Linked DNA regions of Zea mays: regions 2 and 3 are each linked to region 1. The links are chromatin contacts, called in public Hi-C maps. All regions are on one chromosome and are shown on one strand. Each heading gives the region's core, a stretch centred on a gene start, on an enhancer-like site or on the middle of the called end of the contact. The rest is flanking DNA. Distances are from core to core; before and after follow the strand shown.

The links. Hi-C and Micro-C count contacts between places; a contact is called where the count stands out from the background.
Region 2: a Hi-C map of endosperm shows a contact between it and region 1, with 4 times the contacts expected there. The contact joins the promoter of LOC100502086 here to the promoter of LOC100283149 in region 1. A contact is called at or near these places in 2 of 25 Hi-C or Micro-C datasets (ear and endosperm).
Region 3: a Hi-C map of endosperm shows a contact between it and region 1, with 2.0 times the contacts expected there. The contact joins the promoter of LOC100192488 here to the promoter of LOC100283149 in region 1. A contact is called at or near these places in 2 of 25 Hi-C or Micro-C datasets (ear and endosperm).

Annotation. Positions count from the first base shown.
Region 1 is chr1:283,686,306-283,690,303 of Zm-B73-REFERENCE-NAM-5.0, reverse strand. It overlaps LOC100283149, which reads right to left and starts at 1,467. Exons shown (of 3, transcript NM_001156051.1): 1 at 1,431-1,467; 2 at 1,198-1,287; 3 at 1-1,059. The coding sequence starts at 1,279. The coding sequence ends at 395.
Region 2 is chr1:283,082,620-283,086,829 of Zm-B73-REFERENCE-NAM-5.0, reverse strand. It overlaps LOC100502086, which reads left to right and starts at 1,781. Exons shown (of 3, transcript NM_001175446.2): 1 at 1,781-2,241; 2 at 3,275-3,544; 3 at 3,648-4,210. The coding sequence starts at 1,848. LOC103644011 (inosine-5'-monophosphate dehydrogenase) reads left to right here. Exons shown (of 4, transcript NM_001353088.1): 4 at 1-286.
Region 3 is chr1:284,301,031-284,304,796 of Zm-B73-REFERENCE-NAM-5.0, reverse strand. It overlaps LOC100192488, which reads right to left and starts at 1,317. Exons shown (of 13, transcript NM_001137708.1): 1 at 983-1,317; 2 at 805-908; 3 at 622-691; 4 at 331-414; 5 at 162-248. The coding sequence starts at 1,159.

The DNA of each region.
Region 1 (3,998 bases), core at 218-2,717:
TTTCTGCTGCCATCAACGGATGAACTCTCTCACCTTGCCCTTTTTCTTTACACACACAGAAGAAAAAAAAAACAACAGCATCATTGCTTATTTTATTCTCTCACTTAGCCTGACTGGCATATACTGTAATTACCAAAACGAAGCGCGCAGAACATAATGCACAATCTACATAAAGAGATGACAGGGGGTACGGCGGTGTATACATGATGCTATATATGTATAGAGTATATATATGATGAATCTGTACGGCGATTATACAGGAGGAGGTACGGAATGATGATGAGACGACGTACTGGGGTTTTTTTTAGGGTGGGGTTGGGTATAATGGTAATTAAGGCCATGGTACGCACACGGACGGTACACTCATCAAGGGATGATATTGATAATAAACGAATCACATGATGGCGCAGGCGTAGGAGGGGTCCTCCTCGCAGACGATCCGGTAGCCGCCGCCGCAGGGGTTGCAGGGGTACGGCTGGGGCATGTACTGCGGGAAGTACTGCGGCGGGGGTGGGGCCGGGGCGGGGGCCGGGGCCGGCTCGGGGGCCTTGCCGCAGGAGCAGCAGTGGCACCCGCCGTGGCCGTGGTGGCAGCAGCAGTCGGACGGCCACGCAGGGTACGGGTACGGGTACGGCCACGGGTAGGGGACCTCCACCACCTTGGGCGGCGGCGGGGCGGGCTTCTCCTCCTTGGGCGGTGCCGGGGCGGGCTTCTCCTCCTTGGGCGGGGGTGGCTTCTCCTTGGGCGGCTCCTCCTTGGGTGGCGGGGGCTTCTCCTTGGGTGGCTCCTCCTTGGGCGGCTCCACCTTCGCCGGCGGGGGCGGGGCGGCCTCCTCCTTCTTCTCCGGCGGCGGCGGGGCTTGCTCCTCCTTCTTCGGCTCCTCCTTGGGCTTGGGCGGCGGCGGGGGCGGGGGCTCGACGATCTCGATCTGCTTGATGATCTTGCACGCCTTGCAGCACAGCTTGTCGGCGAGCTTGTCCGGGTCGAAGGGCCCCGTGACCTTCACCTTGTTGTTCTTCTCGTCGAAGTCGATGTCATCGATGCAGAACTCGCCCTTCTCTGCAAGCCGAGGCGTCCGTCCGTCGTCCCAGGAAACTTATCAGTTGCGATCAACGCGAACCGTCTCGAGACCTACCTGTACAAGCGGAAAGGGAAGAGCGAACAACAGAGAGGAGTAGCAAGCAAGCGCGAACAGACCTTGGATCCTGTTGAGCACCCTCTGGATCTTGGCGCGGCAGCGGCTGCATTCCAGGTCCACCGAGACGATGATGGTCGGCATCGTCTGCGCTGCACGAACAGCTCCGCTGGTCAGTGGTCACGACGAAATCCTTTCCTCTAGTCTAGGTAAACAGAGAGAGAGAGAGAGAGAGAGAGAGAGAGAGAGAGAGAGAGAGAGAGAGAGAGAGAGAGAGAGAGAGGAGAACAACCACCTGTGTGATTGCAACTGGCTCGATCGTGCTGTGAAGTGAAGAAGAGAAGAGAAGGGAGAGGAAGGGAGGGGGAGGATGCCGTGGCGTGTTGTGAATACGCAGCTATATAAGCAGGCACCGACGCCTGGCTGCCTCCCACGTCATCTGACTCATCTTGGAGGAGCCGTGGCGATGACAAAAGCAGGGGTGGAGAAGAGCTAGCAGCCACGGGAGAAGAAGCAACCAGAGAAGGAATAGATAGAAGGCATGCATGCCTAGATAGAAAGGCCCTTTGGAACTTGGAAGCAGAAACCGGCAACAGCAGCACTCGGGGTCGGGGGAGGGCTAAAAGCCGCCACCGCCCACCGCCCGCACCCCGAAAGCTCTCCCGCCGTCGCCTCCAGGATGATTACCGCACGGCTGCGCCCCAGAGAAGAAGAGGAAGAAAAAAAAAAGAAAAGAGCTCGCTCCGGTGCTTTCACGTCAGGTGGTGAGGGATGGAACGGTTCGTTTCGTGACGCCGATGGATGGTGCCGTCGTGCCGAGCCTTGGTAGTGCTCTTTCTTCTGGATCCTTCTGGCTAACAAGTTAAGGCACAGAAGCAGTTGTTTTTTCAGACGATTTCTTTCACGCTCTGACCTTGCATATGATATGCCGTGCCCGCCCGATCACCAAGAGGCAGCAGGAGGGAAGGGATGACAGGAACAACAGCGAGTGGGGAGTACGTAAAGCTACGATCGAGACCTGCTCTGTGTCTGTGATCACCGTACGTAGCACATCGCTCGGGCCTCGGGGTCAGAAACGTGCGCTGGGAGGGACGACGACGGCGGCGAGATAGGCATAGCTGCGGCTGGCCCACGCCGTGCACGACGCTATGGATCGCGGCCCAGTGCCGCCATGCCCGCAGGCCACGCCGCCGTCTGTTCGGTCGTCGTTTGCGAGTGGCGGCACGTTGCGACGGGAACTCGCGATCCGTTCGTTCGGGTCCACAGCAACGGCCGGCGTTCAATGAGACGATGGCAGGCAGGCAGGAACCCGTCGTCACCCGCACTGGCGCGCACAGCGGCCCGCGTATCGCCATACCGGCAACCAAACCAATCCACCAACGCACTATTTCTATTTGGGTGATACATCACAACCTCAGCCTCCAGCACCCTATTTCTATTTGGGTGAGGGCGGTGGTGATCCGATCCTTGTGTATTTGGGTGCCGTCGATCTTGTGAGGCAAGAGGGGAGATCATCTTCCTTTTCTGTGGGGGGTGAGGACTGGGGAGAATGGGCGATGGAAAAATTGCCATATCTTGTCCCTCGCTCACCCTACCGTTTGACCCCGAGAGGGCGGCGCGTGGCGTGGCGTGAACAAAACAAACCCAGCAAAAACAAATGGCGCCCTACCCAAAGCCAGCCCCAGCCGCCAAAGAATGCTGCGGTTTTTAGACCGAGAGACGTGCACGGTTCTAAACGAGCGTCCTAAGGCAAAAAAAAAATACGGGATCACATGCACACATACTGGACCATCCTAACATGGACGCGAAAACGGCACACGGACGCAACGCAAGCCGAGGCGGCCGGCGGGCAATGCATAATGCATCATGCATCTTGGTCCCGTCCCACCGCATGCCTAGGGGAGTAGGGGGGTCAGCGACGGGCAAAGGCTTGGCGTTTCCCCGGCCGGCCAGCCAGCCGCCGTCCTTTCCTCGGTGGTTGCGCAAACAGAAGCTGGGGATCATGGGCGTCCGCGTCCCCAGGCCGGCAGCCCGCTCCCTCCGCAACAAGCGAATTCGCTCACACGCGCAGTCCATGTCCATCCAGGGTACCGCGTTGTGAGTCCGACCGATCGGCTGGCGGATCACGTCGCGTCCTCGCGCCCCCCATCTCGCGCTGCGCCTGTGCCTGCGCGCGCGACCCGAACGGAACGATCCCAATTATTGCCCGGTCGCTGTCGATCGCCTCGTCAGGCACGGACGCGTGCATCTGTTGGGCGTCCGTCCCGTCCGCGAACCCAACATTTCACGAGGCGGCCTGCGGTGTCGGTGGTCGTCGCTCTGCTACTCACCACTGCAGATCGGTATCGGCACGCACCGGCGCACGTGGACGGCAGCGTGGGGGAGTGGAGAACCGGAGATCAACCCTGTGTTTGTGGCGCCGAAAGTGGTGCTGCCATTTGAGTGAGATTAGGAACTAAGGAAGCTGTAGGCTGTAGCTGGTGAGTGGTGAGGCATCCGGTTCCGGTGCGGCCGTGCCGTGCCCGTGCGTGCGAGCCCAGTTCGGCTCGCCGGTTCCGTCAAAAGCGCCTTTGTTTCAGTTCCAGGAGTAGCTGATCGCTTTGCTCTCCGCCTTTCGTTTCGTTCTTTCTTTCGAGAAAAGAAAAAGAGGTTCGTTAGATCTGCCTCTCCTACCAGAACCTCCATTGGTGTGCCAGGGCTGCAGTGTGTTGCTTTGCCCGGCCACCCACCGGCCTTCCGCATTGAGAGAGAATATATAGCGTAGTTCTCACACACAGGGACAGGACACAGTCTCGCCTTGGTTTGCACATGACGACGGGAGGACGATGAAACTGACGGCTCGTCAGAATATATAACGGGCTAG
Region 2 (4,210 bases), core at 532-3,031, 600 kb after region 1:
GCTGCATGATATGGAGGGGGGGGGGGGGTGCGATGCTCATTTATCCTACCTGGCAAAAGCTCAGCAGCTTGTCAGCAAAGATTGTCGAGTTGGGCAGCAAGTGTACCATCTACTTGGCGTCATAATAATATTAATAAACCTCTGGCATCGTAACTGTTGTATAAGCTCACAGCTTGTCATCTAAACTTTTTTGCCCAATTTTGTTAAAAGAGTAAAACCTCAATGTTGTACCTTGTATTATTATGTGTTCGAAGAATGGTTGATAATAGTGGTTTGTCTCTAAAGTTGACATCCTGGCTAGTGTGTTACTGACAATTGAAAGGCTTTCGTAAAGTGGGTTGCTTGAACAAATTTGTTGAGCCAATTTTTCTAAGTTGCAGCTGGTCCTACGCAGGTTTTTGAGCAAAAATGCCTGTGATCCGAACGTGGTTTAGATTTGAATTGCTTTAGACCCGACAAAATTTTAGCAGGCTTTCACTGTGATTATTGTAGGAAGCTACAACTAATCGTCTTACTGATGCTTATTAGTGTTTCTCCTTGCCTCCCTTTTTTCCAGGAATTTTGCTTTTTCGGTAGCAGTTTTTATCCACGTGAACACTGACTACTGAGCAGGGCTGTTTCGCGTAATAATAACAATCCTGTAGCATCAAGCAGTCAAATAAACAAGTGAAGTGTTAAACGTCTCCCCGCTGTTCTGTTAACCATGATTGGATCAACGCATCATTGTGAATGTTTGATCACTCAACTAACTCAAGTTTTCATTCTCTCACTAGTATTTCTAAAAAAAGTCACTATAGTATTCGTGCTTGTTCACATCAAACTTTTTAAAGTTTTGATTAAGATTGTCGAAAATATAAAGAACATTTGCATCTCCAAATAAGCTTATTATAAAAATAGGTTCGTTGATATATGTATCGGCACTAGTTATATACAATAAACATTAACATTTTATTATATACATTTGATCAAAATTTAAAGAGTCTAACTCTTTGAAAACCGAGATAGACAGAGAGAGAGTATCCGATAACATGGTAGTATTAAACTTTACTCGTCTACATTTTCAGTTAAAATCTCGTTACATCAACAACAGTCTAGGCGATCAACAACAATAGACCGTTGAACCTAGGTGTCGTATAATCGTGGCAACCAAATAATAGCTATTGTTTTTTTCCTCTCATCATGATAAAGTTTTAGTGTTTACTTTCATCCAGTTCGTCCCCAGCCAATCAGCTATTAATTGGTGCCACACTGCCACGGCTAGCCTAGCCCTCTCTGTCTCTGTCTTTCTTACCTGACTCTGAGCTGTATTTGGTCCTTGTCATTTCTCTAAGCAACAGCTGCGTCTGTTGACAGGCAGGGTCCACCGATCCCGGGATTACCGGCCATGCGTCGCTAACCGCTGTATAAATAGCCGCCATAACCATAATCACACAGACACAGCTAATGAAAACGATAACACTACAGACTATAGCTCGGGTAAGTTTGTCTTTTTGGGTCCGCGGTCTTGTTACGACAGCCTATCGCTTGGGCCCACGCCCAGCCTGGACCCAAAAGTCGCCAACCAAAAAAAATCCAGGAAACTGGCACTGTAGCCGTCCGATCAACAAACGCACGGTGGAGAGATGGGCAAGCCACCTGGGCTGGGCCCCAACCGCCACAGCACAAGGCCAGGTCCACAGCACCTCCAGCTCGAACGAAGCCCCACCTCGGCAAGACGGCAACAGAGCATAAAGCAGCATTTCAAATCCGTCCTCACGTAGACGAGACCCGTGCGCCGCTCCCGCCCCCGTCTTCTTCCTTCCCCCGCCCGCGCCCGACCCCAGCAGGCAGGCAGGCAGGCGTCAGCCATGAGGGAGATCCTCCACATCCAGGGCGGGCAGTGCGGGAACCAGATCGGGGCCAAGTTCTGGGAGGTGATCTGCGACGAGCACGGGATCGACGCCACGGGCCGCTACGCGGGGGACTCGGACCTCCAGCTCGAGCGCGTCAACGTCTACTACAATGAGGCCAGCGGCGGCCGCTTCGTCCCGCGCGCCGTCCTCATGGACCTCGAGCCCGGGACCATGGACTCCCTGCGCTCCGGACCCTTCGGCCAGATCTTCCGCCCCGACAACTTCGTCTTCGGCCAGTCCGGCGCCGGAAACAACTGGGCCAAGGGGCACTACACCGAGGGCGCCGAGCTCATCGACTCCGTCCTCGACGTCGTCCGCAAGGAGGCAGAGAACTGCGACTGCCTCCAGGGTATTTTTTGTCATTTATTTGCTCCGCCCAACCCCATCTCTCGCGTTGTTGAATTCGTTGTTCAGTTAACCATGATTGTCTTATGCGCTGTTGAATTCGCCAAGTGGCACGTGTTATTGTTAAGCATTGGTTTCTAGACAGGTTGTTATGGTGGTACGTATATTGAAATTATTGCTTGTCGCTGTGGATTTAGCTTTTTTTTGTACCTAGCATGATGGAGGAGCAGCGATGGGTAATTTCCGTTACTGGTTAAGCAATCGTACAGTCTGCGTCGGATCACTTAAACATAAAAATATCATATCTGTTGTAATTATCGTGTTTGGTCTGTTTGCGGTCGTATTGGCGCTTTCATGATGAAACTCTGTAGTGGTTTGCTGGTCAATGGAGGAACTCTGTGGATGTTTTCTAGTCAATCAGTCTGTCTTCAACTCTTCATGTATATTGTACTCTCTACTCTTGTGTTGAACTCCTATACCTTTTTTCTGTGGCCTGAGTAGCTGAACTGACATCAACGGTTGGTAGGATGGATATTTTAGCTTGGAGTTCCACTCTGGCAGCCTTCAACTCATGTTTTTTTTAAAAATAAAATTAAATATTGTTTCATAGCTGGACCGAATTCTTTGGCCAACACCAGACAAAATGGAACCCATGGTGGATATAGCAGTGCCTAACTTTATATCTCTTGAAATTTAATTTCTATATGATAGTTGTGTTTTGTGCTATAAACTCTGATGTGTACCCGAGTGAAGTATTTGGTAGCATGTCAAGCTCAGCTCGTGGGCCACCAGAGCATGGTGGCGTATGATATGATGTGAAATTGACTGAATTCAAAATATCACTTAACAGTGGTAACATGGTTGCTGGTTGTTAACAAACTCTGACCACATAGGATGCATCGCAATTCTGATATCTTGGGACTTCAAGTGTTGCTGTATCTTTCCATCCCATGTGGCCTGATTATATATATTTTTCATGCTGGGAAATACTGTTTTTGTTTGTGGATAATTGAATGACTCGTTTGATTCACTTATAGGTTTTCAAGTTTGCCATTCCTTGGGAGGAGGCACTGGATCTGGCATGGGCACCCTTCTCATTTCCAAGATCAGGGAGGAGTACCCAGACAGAATGATGTTGACCTTCTCTGTATTCCCATCACCAAAGGTCTCAGACACTGTTGTGGAGCCTTACAATGCTACACTTTCTGTTCACCAACTCGTTGAGAACGCTGATCAATGTATGGTGCTTGACAACGAAGCTCTGTATGACATATGCTTTCGCACGCTAAAGCTCGCCACCCCTACCTGTAAGTTAATCCTCACCAATAGCAGTTTAGAAATCTGATACAATGTAGTTTGTATTCTATTGAAAAGGTTGGTACTGACAAACAATGGGTTCTAACGTTGCAGTTGGCGACCTGAACCATCTTATCTCTGCCACCATGAGTGGCGTGACATGCTGCCTGAGGTTCCCTGGTCAGCTCAACTCTGACCTGCGCAAGCTTGCCGTGAACCTGATCCCGTTCCCTCGCCTCCACTTCTTCATGGTCGGGTTCGCCCCGCTGACCTCCCGCGGGTCGCAGCAGTACCGCGCCCTCACGGTCCCCGAGCTGACCCAGCAGATGTGGGACGCCAAGAACATGATGTGCGCTGCTGACCCCCGGCACGGGCGGTATCTGACGGCCTCGGCCATGTTCCGCGGGAAGATGAGCACCAAGGAGGTGGACGAGCAGATGTTGAACGTCCAGAACAAGAACTCGTCCTACTTCGTGGAGTGGATCCCCAACAACGTCAAGTCGAGCGTGTGCGACATCCCGCCCAAGGGCCTGAGGATGTCGGGCACCTTCGTGGGGAACTCCACCTCCATCCAAGAGATGTTTCGCAGGGTGAGCGAGCAGTTCACGGCCATGTTCAGGCGCAAGGCCTTCCTGCACTGGTATACCGGCGAGGGGATGGACGAGATGGAGTTCACC
Region 3 (3,766 bases), core at 68-2,567, 610 kb before region 1:
ATTGTTTGAATTGTGTAATCTCCCATTATGGAGATTGGTAACCGACTCAAAGCAATTTGATTGTAATTCAATACATGACGATCATAAGTAGAAAGTTCATATTCTTCAGTCATTGATAAACAATTTGTATAAAGTGTCATATATGAACAATACATGCTCACCTGTGTGTGATCATAAAATGTCCGTACCACAGGCCTGGCAGGGCCATCTTTAGAGTCTCCTACCATAGTCTGCTTAATCTTAGCAACCTGCAAGAGAGAGCAATAGTGAGTTGCAAGTTGCAACTAAGTACAAAACAGTACAAGCTCGCCGAGTACCCAACAAGTTTACCTCAAAAAACTTAATGGATGTATCAGCACTCCCAGTTGCAAAATACTTTCCATCAGGACTAAATTTCACACACCGGGCAGCGTTCTACAGACAAATACAATGGTAACTTGATAAGCCAATGAACATCAGTAAAATCTATGGCTGGGTCAATCTCAAGTTGTATACATAATCATGATACTGTGGCGAGTGCAAAATGTTCAAAAATAGTAGCAAATATCCAGATGGGCAGGAGAGTGACACAAAAGTATTTGCAGTGGCGCATTAGCAAGGGAAAACTTGAATCATATGCACCTTATGGTCAGAGACATGCTTCACCTCGTGCTTGGGGAAGCTTTTGGATGAGCCCTTGACATCCTGAATACTGCACAACACAGCACCAGCGTCAACACTCCTCGCCAATCACTGTCCGGCACCAGAAAAAACACTGCCGCAAGCCACTAGGCAACACCATGGGTGCGCAAGGTTGGGGTTTACCTGAAATCCACGGCACTGGAGCCGGGCGGCTGCACCGCCACACCGAACCCGGCGGAGTCGAATGCGGAAGCGGCGTCACCTCCTCCGTGCTCCGCGGCGAGGCCCTGCGAACCAATAATGAGGGTTTAGGCCCGTTCAGAACAAATACTAGGCAGGAGGAAGGGGAGAATGGGGGGACCTTGGCCACGAGACGCAGGAGGTGATTGGCGGGGACGGATTCGGCAGCGGAGATGGGGGTCATGGTGGCGGCGGCGACGGCGGCTGCGGCCTGCCCGAGGTTCTGGCTACGGAGGTGTGCCACGATGAGCGCGTTCACCTGCCGCAGCAGCTTCGCCTCCTGCACCGCCTCGTTCATTGCTTTGTTCTCGTCGCTTCGATTCTCTACCCTCCGAAGTCCGAAGGCCGAACAAATCCTGGATGCCTTGTGCGGGAGGCGGGTTCAGTTGTACTGCGATCTGTGATTGGACTGAACTACTGAAGCTGAAGAAGACTAGCAAAACTCCTTACTCCTATGCTTGCTACTACACTATCCCGTTACAAGTGCATCCCGAGTAACGTCTCATGAAATGACAACAGTTCTCGCTCGTGACAAATCTCTACTACTTATTAAGAAGGTAAGGGTAGTCTGTCGTTCTGCCGTTTTGCCGTTCTGCGATCTCAGCCGTCCATTCTATCGTGTAAATCTCAGCCGTCCGATCCCGCAGTCCATCCCGCGCACCGCAGCCCATGACATACGGCAAATGGAAAACCCTAATCTTCAGCAGTCCCGTGGTCTCCAGCGCCCTCGTCGCTTACCAGCCGCCACCCGACCCGCGGCCTCCATCTTCCCGCTCGCCGCTTGCCAGCTTCCACCCGCAACCGCCGCCCTGCCTCCCGTCCCCTCCCCTCCCAATGGCACATCCGGTTCCTGCAGACGGGGCAGTCTCCCTCTCTTCCCATCGCAGCCCTAGCTAGGGCGAAGACGGGGCGGTCTGCTCCGCCTCCAGCCACGCCGCGACACCTGGTGGCGACTCCATCGCCTGCTGAGCACACGGTGGACGCGACGGGAGATGGCGGTGGAGGAGGGCCGACGAGGGCGGCGGCGCCACGGAGCACCCGGTCGAGGTGATCGGCCGCATCCGGAACCTCACCTCGGGTGTCTCATCCGCGCTGGAGTTCGCGTGGGGCGGGACGGCCGTGCCGTGCGCGGCGACGCCGACGGGTGTCGCGACTTCACCCTCGACGGCGTCTCTGTGTCGGAGGAGGAGGACCTCGAGGGGTTCTACCGCCGGTTCGTGCGCTCCAGGATCCACGGCGTCCCCGATGCGCTCGGCAACCTCCATCCTCCTCGTCGCGACGATCTCGGTCGGCCGAGCTCCGCACCAACCAGGCAACCACCAGCTCGATCTCCTCGCTGTGAGCCTTGCCAACCTCCAGCCTGCTCTCCTCGCAGACATGCGAGGATCTTGGCCGGCCCAGCTCTGCAAACCCGCCCCTCTCGCGTCGAGCTCCGCGTTTCCCCACCCGCCATCCCGCCCTTCGTGTTTCCCTGCCCACTCTACCTCTCGCCTATCGTGCCGCCCGCCATCCGCTTCTATCGCAAGGGAACCGAGGATCTCGACGGATCCACCCACCATCCTGCCCGCGTTTCCCCGCAAAACAAATACCCCTAGCACCCCTCCACACCGGCGGCCTTGCTGGGTCCTACTCCTCCTCGGCTGTGCCTGCTGGGGTGGCAGCGGCAGGAACTAGGTAAGGGGAGGGAAGGGGATGTATGAGGTAGAGCAGAACCGTAGTGGTGACGCCGTCACACACGGATCTGGACCACCAGATCTCGTAGCTATGGGATTGCAAGTTCATGCAGGCAGTGGAGGTCAAGGCGCTATGCGAGCAGGCATAGGCGATCCTCATCGAGGAGTGGAACGTACAGCCCGTGCGTTGCCCCGTCACTATGTGTGGTGACATCCACGGCCAGTTCTACAACCTCATCGAGCTCTTCCGCATCGGCAGGGAAGCGTCTAACACCAACTACCACTTTTGTATAGATAGAAATTAAGTATCCAGTGTGATCTCTGATTCTTTGAATTATACCTTGAGATCTCTGATTCTCTGATGCATATATAGAAGATTGGTTATGATGATTCAACAACTGAATTCTTTTCTGGTGGGGATATAGCTGAGTAAAAAAATAGATTATAGAATAGTTGAGCATTGAGGCAAGTTTACTATCTCTGTTTAGTTTGTGGGTGACTTTGTTAACGGGAAACATGCATATCTTTCTAGCGCACTTTCCCTTCATGTGATTGATCCGTGAATCTGTACATAACATGTGTGGCAATTTTAGTTCAATTTAACCAATAAACATAGATAGTAAACTTGGCTGAGACTGATCAAACCCGTGCAAAAGTTATGTGATAGTCCCTTCTCGGTTTTCTTGTGTCCAGCTTGGTGTCTAATGAACCATGCCATGCTTAATAAATCCATTTGTGTCTTACCAGTAGAACGAGCGACATTGAATATTTTGTAATTTTCCTGGTTTTCATATTACATCTGCGGTTCCACACACATGATGTTTTGTTCATTTGTATCTTATTTATCTTTTTATTTAAGATTTTTTATCCTTCAAGTACCTTAGAAGGCTGCAATTATTTTGTAGATACTTCATGTACACAGTAAAGGATTTGGAAGAGTGGTCAGAAAATCATGATTCCTTTCGCCACGAGCAGAATTTGGTTCAGTGGACCGAGACAAAACGGCCATGTGTTGAAGCCTTTTTTCATCGTGGTTGTGAGTCTATTGAATGCTTTAATGCTCAAATTATCATGTGTCAGTTTAGCTTTTAGCTCCAATTGTTTTTGTTCTTCGTGAAGCTATGTCTGTTTCTCCACCATAAGAAACATATGTTACTGCTGGAATGCTTTTGAAGGATGTTGTCTATACAGCTGTCGATCATGTTTATTATGAACTTTTGAACTACCTCAGT